Linked DNA regions of Mus musculus: region 1 is linked to region 2. A link is a contact called in public promoter capture Hi-C data. All regions are on one chromosome and are shown on one strand. The core of a region is the stretch at or near the end of the contact, and the rest is flanking DNA. Distances in the headings are between cores, read along the strand shown. Region 1 holds the start of B3gat2 (beta-1,3-glucuronyltransferase 2 (glucuronosyltransferase S)). Region 2 holds the start of Rims1 (regulating synaptic membrane exocytosis 1).

Region 1 (3,357 bases), core at 86-2,585, 960 kb after region 2:
GTTGTTTGCTTAAACGCTCACCCTGAGAAAGCCTCAGCGCTACCTTGGGATTCAAACACCCAATGTAGTCACCGGCTGGCTAATAAATGCTTTATATATTTGCTTCAACCCAAGTCGGAGCAGTCTTCTCTAGTGACTACCCCACAACATAAGAGAGTAGTTGTGAAAATTCACAGGTGCGCAGTGCCAGACACCGAACCCAAGATGCAGGACACAGCCACGTGAAGGTGGAGGATCTGCCCCAGCGTGCTGCTTGTTCCTCAGGAACATAGTCAAAAGGATTTTCATGCGACAGAGAAAGTCGGGTTGCGGAGGAAAACGGAATCAGAAATGATTCATTGGGGGTGGGGGTGCTTTCCTCAGACTCCCTGGAATGTGCTTGGAATGAGAACAGCCTGGGGTTCGTTCGGCTAATAGATTCTCTATATATGAGAGGGTCTTCCAGGTATTTCCGCTTGCCATCCTCTGACCCACTTGATCTGATGGCATCACCTAGGAAGACCGGTCACTCACAGCCAGGCTGTGCTGATGATGTGCAGTGAAGAGGCAGTGGGTTCTATCCAGGACGCCCACGTTCTATTTCCACTAAGTCAGTTACCACTGACCTCAGGAAATTCCCTTAAGTCTCCATCTTCTGCTCCTTCATCCAGAAAATGAAGGTGATTCCACCTCCAAAGCCTCCTTGAAAGGATTACAGGGATGGTCCTGGGGGATAATTCCTGTGCCTGCAAACTGGGAAGGCTCCAACATGAACAAAAGCAAGTTACACATACTCAGCCGGAGTTGTCAAAATGTCCCCCACAGATCCAACTGTGGCCGAGCAGTTGCGATTGATTCCTTGGAATGGGCTGGCACACATGCCAGACACCTATGTGCGGCACCCCCTCCATCTCTGTGGGATTCTATTGATTTCTGCCTTTCAAGAGAAAGTGGTTCTCTTTGCTGAGGTTCTGTACACCAACCCTCAAGCCAGGGAAGGACCGCTTTGTCCCCTCCCTCTTTCTCCTTCTGCCCTCTTTAGGACTCCGGACTTGTCACACGTGAATGGGTTTCCTTGGCTGATCTCCAAAGACCCTGCAGCAGTTCAGTGAGCTGAACCCTGGGGCGATCTGAAAACAGCACCCACCACCTCCACACACACACACACACACACACACACACACACACACACACACCCCAGGCAGAGGTCGCGCAACCCAGCAGAGATCCTCCTCCCTCCCCCTGCCTCTGCCCGCAGGCAGCGCCTGGTGCCACCGGGCTCAGACCCCGCAGAGAGCCTTGGCCCTTCCCGCCTCCGCCCCGCAGCCCCTCTCCGCCAGTAGCAGCGCTGCTATCTTCCCACCGGAGCACTAGGAGGACGCCCGAGTCTGCAGCGCCCCCGCCCCCTCGCTTTTTCTTTCTTTCCCTGCTTTGGGATCTTGCTGTCTGGAGCCGGGAGAGGTTCCGAGAAGGAGAGAGCGGCACAGGTTTCTGCCGCGGCGCTCGAACGGGAGCTTAGGGACGCAGCATCCTCGGTGTCCACCCGGGATCGCAGCTGCACCGGCCGACATGTGACGGAGGAAAGCCCTCAGCATTCCCGGCAACCGCCTTCAAAGGGGTCCCGGAACGCTCGCCCAGGCCAGCAGCTGGATCCTCTTAGCCCTCAGCGACGCGGGACAGGAGCGGCAAGGTACAACGCCTGGTACGTTCCAGGCTCGCACTCGGGAAAAGAGCGCAGCGGGGACCGCCGCCTGGCTTGCACTCGGCACAACTCCGGGACCTGCGGAGTGCGGCTGGACCGTGTCCAGATTCCCGCCGACTTCATCCAGAGTGACCCAAGACCCTAGCCGGTCCTCCTGCACCCCCTGGAGTTCTAGCTTGCCCTGCATCTGCGCCGACCCCACAACGCCCAGGTCCCCGCAACGCCCCAGTCCGGAAGGGGAGCGCGCTTGCGGCTTCTCCCTGATTGCAGACGCTGCCGCTGTCCTAACTGCACACAGAGGTCCCCTACCCGGAGCCTAGTCCTTGCAGGGGGTGGTGTCCGAGACGCTGGGGAGCGCGCACCATGAAGTCCGCGCTGTGCAGCCGCTTCTTCATCCTCCTGCCCTGGATCCTGATTGTCATCATCATGTTGGACGTGGACCCCCGCAGGCCCGCGCCCCAACTCACTTCCCGTCCCTACTTCTCTCCCCATGCAGTGGGCTGCGGGGGCTCCCGAGTCCCGCTCCGACGGAGTAGCCCCGGGCGTGACGCTGCCGAGAAGCGGAACGAGTCTCGGCCTCAGCTGCAGCCGGAGCCGCGCTTGCCCACCATCTATGCCATCACACCCACCTACAGTCGCCCGGTGCAGAAAGCCGAGCTCACTCGCCTGGCCAACACCTTCCGCCAGGTGGCGCAGTTGCACTGGATCCTGGTGGAGGACCGGGCGACGCGCAGCGAGCTGGTGAGCAGCTTCCTAGCTCGGGCCGGCCTGCCCAACACGCACCTGCATGTGCCCACGCCGCGGCGCTACAAGCGACCGTGGCTGCCGCGCGCCACCGAACAGCGCAACGCGGGCCTCGCCTGGCTGCGCCAGAGGCATCAGCATCAGAGCGCGCAACCCGGCGTGCTCTTCTTCGCCGACGATGACAACACGTACAGTCTGGAGCTCTTCCAGGAGGTAGTGGTCCAGCGCCGATGGTGGGGTGTAGGGTGTGTGTGGGGGGGAGGGGGGACAAGGGGCGGTTGGGCCCCGAAGGTCTGCATGCCCTTTGTGCTTCCTGTACACTTTTGAGTTCTCAGTCCCTTCGAGCACGCATCCCGCACTCGGCGTGGAGCAGCTGAAGATGGGCAGTCCACAGCCTCTTCGGCTGGCTGCGGTGGGTGGAGAAGGGGTGTTGGTGGGTGGAGAAGTCTGCCCCGAGGTGTCTTGCCCTGTCCGGGATTGTGTTCAGTAAATAATAGTACAGGTGATTTGCCCAACTGGATGACGCCCAAAGCTGGAGCTAGGCTTGATTTTCTTGGAGACTGGATCAGTGCCTACAGGTGATTCTGAGTGGAGACAAATGTGGGATAAAGGTACTATCCCACATATCATCCCACTGAGTTGATACTAACAACTCAGCTTAGGGACCAATCTCTTCTAGTACAGCCAGCCCCCTGGTGTGAGATTGATCCCTGGTACATGCACCTACGTGTATGAGGGAGGGTCTTCCTTTGGTCTTTACCTATCGCATTGGCAAATGAATTAGAATTATTCTGCCCAGTCCTTAAGGACCCGCCCCCCACCCCTGCCCCAGGCATCACCCGAATGGCCTGCTGGGCCATTCTCTGAGTGGAATTTATCAAGCCACTCTTGCTTGGCCTGAGTTCCTTGAGCGCTGCCCCGCCCCCTGCTGC
Region 2 (3,088 bases), core at 203-2,702:
TGATGGGTTCTGTAAACAGGGCATGTGTAGATATTTAATCCCCGACTGCTTCCTTTGGGAAATGGGAAGGCCCCAGAGGTCTCTTAGAAGCCAGTAATGAGAAACCCTTATTTTATTTCAGGCCAGAGTTACCAATCAGCTGCTGTCATTACCAAAAAAACTTTGTACTGCCAGTGGCCTTGCATGCGGATAAGAAAATGTGTCTTCATACAGTTATTCTGTGTAGAAGCCTCAGAATCAAAGGTTAAAGGGAAGCTGGGAATGCAGGTTACCAAAGATGGCAACTGCCCAAAAAAGACCCAACCTTTGCATTGTAAAATGAATGAGCACCAAAACAAACACTAAAAATAAGCCTTTTTATTATATAAATACCAGCAAGCACCCTTCACTGTTGTAACTCAGATGTGCTCAACAACTCCAAGGAGGAGCTGCCCTCACCATCTCTACCTCCACCCTTTTCTCCACTCATGCCCTGGTCCCTAATCTGCCCTCAGCCCAGAGCTCCTACCATTGGGTGGGATCAGCTTCACTTGGCGCTGCATATCTCACCCCACGGTGGTCCCCCTGTCCACTCAGTCCTCCTGGGCACTCCTGGCTCAAGCCATCTTCCTGGGGTCCTAGGTTTTTGGCTTTGTGGGGTCCTCTCCTTTCTCCGGACTCCCAGACTTCTACCCTGCTCAATCCCGAGGAGGGGCCCCTAGCCCCAAGGTGGGCACCTCTGCCCTCACCCCTGCTCCCTCGTCAGCCCCTCCCCCACACTCAACCCAGAGGACCTGGTGAGTGAGTAGTGAATGGATGGATGGAGGCACCACCGAGGGATGGATGGCGTGCCCTGGGGGGTTGGGGGGTGCTTACTTGAGCATGGCCTCTTCTTTTTCCTCCTCTTCCTTCTGCCGGTCCATCACTGCCATGATAATGTTCCTCTCCTCCTCGGTCAGGTGGCTCAGGTCGGGCAGTTCTTGCATAGGGGGAGGCACCGTGGGTGGGCGAGGACCTCGGGGCCCCACGGCCGAGGACATTTTTCGTGGCCTGCCCGCCCCCTCGGCTCGCTGGCTCTGGCTCTCACCTTTCGGATTCACGCCCCGCAGCTGCGCCCCTGCTTTCCACGCTCACAGCGAAGCCCTCCCGGCGGCGGCAGCGGCGGCGGCAGCGGCAGCAGCAGCGGAGCCGGGGACAGCGAGGACCCAGTCTCTCATGATGCTCTGCCTCCCGCCGAGCCCGGATGCTGCCTTTGTTTGGGTCGCCCTGGCGAGGCTCGGGGCCGCCTGGCCGCCTCCCGCAGCCCAGCCTCGGCCGGCGGGGGCGGGCAGGCGGAGGCTCGGCGAGAGGGCGAGGGCTGGCGCTGAGCTCCGGAGCACGGCGGCCGGGCGCGGGCTGGGCTGGCGGGCCGGGGGCGGGGCCGGGCCGGGGCCGCCCGACGCTGCTTGCTCGCGGGCTCCGCTGCCTCCAGTTTGGGGCTGCGGGAGGGAGAGGGAGAGTTTGGGTGTCAGTTAGGCGGAGTCTCGGAGCTTCGCTCCCGGGTGATGCTGCTGCTCTCGCAGACATAAGCTGCCAGCCACTCAGTCCCGGAGCCGCTCCGCCCACGGGCACCACCCACCCACTCCCCGGGTCCGAGCCACGCGTGCCCTGGCCATTCCCCCCGCCCCACGCTCGCCGACGTGCATACTCCACTGATCTCTCCCAAGGTACCCCTCACCCTGAGTCATCCTCCCTCTCCCAGGTCCTGGTCCATGTCATCCTCCCCAGCCCTATTTTCCCATGGGTTGCTTTAATCATCTTCATCCTCGCCACAGTCTTCATCATTGATGCTTTTAGAGCACCCACAGGGTTTAGAACAGCAGGATGGTACACCCTCTAGGTCTATTTTCCCCTTCCTGCCACCATGTCTTTCTGCTTTACTCGGCAAGTGTGCACAGCCACAGTTGTGTGTGGGTTCCTAGATAATTTTGGTGCACACACACACAACATACACACATCCAGCAACCCGAATTAGCATTGTACCCTTCAATGCAATCTTTTTCTTGATGGGTTCTCGCTAGAATTGTTCTGCTATGTATCCTCATTTTCCCCTCAAGATGCCCCACCACACAGTAACTCTTTAATTTGCCATTTGGGGCACTGGGTAGCCCCATCAGACTGCATAACTGCACTTCACTGGTGCTTGGAAATGGATTATCTACTCTAATTCCTCCAGTGATGTTCGCTATCATCATGCACTCACTTCTCAGCCTCCGTGGGTACTTCTCCAACAACACCACGATAGCACGATAAGGAAAACACCCACCCATATCCTATTGGATTTAAAAGCGTCTGCTCAGTGCCTGGTACGATGATAGGCATTAAAGGGTGAGCTTCTCTCAGTGATAAAGGGGGGAAAATTAATAGACAATTCTTTCAAAATACGTAATATTATCGCCTTTGAAACCTGGAGACTGAATTTTGGTAATGCAATTATAAAAGGATCAATAGAGAGACTGGCTCAAATTGAGCCATTTCCCAGTAAGGATCTCATAGCAATGATGCGAGATAGGATGGGTTTTCTCTCCAGGGAATTCTTTCTGTAGTTCCAGAAGCAAGATAGTACCTATTTTCCCCCTTCAGCCTTAACTTTGTTAACATGGGGGGGGCAAGGATGGGGGGGTTATACGATGCTAAAAGCTTCACATTTAAAGACCTTACAGTTCAATTGATTTTGCCAGTAAATGCAGTTTTTATGTGGAGATATATATGTGAAACTTCTTAGTAATTAAATGCTCACTACCTACAGTAGTAACTTGGTCCTTAAGACTCAATCTCTCCACTAAGCAGAATTTTTTTGAATTATTTGAAACAGTTGCCATGTCTGCTTCAGGCATCTCCAGAGTAAACCTAGCCACTTATCATCTAGTAACGTTCAATATCTGGCCATTCCTGTTGTCTCACTTTGGACACAGCTAGTCCCCCTACTTCCCCTCCACACCCATCTCTTTCTCTCCCTTATAAAATAACTATCAAGAGGGTTATAACCAAGAACAATCTTCAGTATGTGAGTATTTATTATGGCTTTGTAATCATCATGTTTATACCATACAACACTGTACATTTTTAT

The links. Capture Hi-C pulls out chosen DNA fragments and counts their contacts.
Region 1: a contact with region 2 is called in a promoter capture Hi-C map of pancreatic islet. The contact joins the promoter of B3gat2 here to the promoter of Rims1 in region 2.

The regions. Positions count from the first base shown.
Region 1 is chr1:23,760,591-23,763,947 of GRCm38.p6, forward strand. B3gat2 (beta-1,3-glucuronyltransferase 2 (glucuronosyltransferase S)) reads left to right here and starts at 1,336. Exons shown (of 4, transcript NM_172124.2): 1 at 1,336-2,638. The coding sequence starts at 2,045.
Region 2 is chr1:22,804,706-22,807,793 of GRCm38.p6, forward strand. Rims1 (regulating synaptic membrane exocytosis 1) reads right to left here and starts at 1,453. Exons shown (of 35, transcript NM_183018.4): 1 at 856-1,453. The coding sequence starts at 1,019.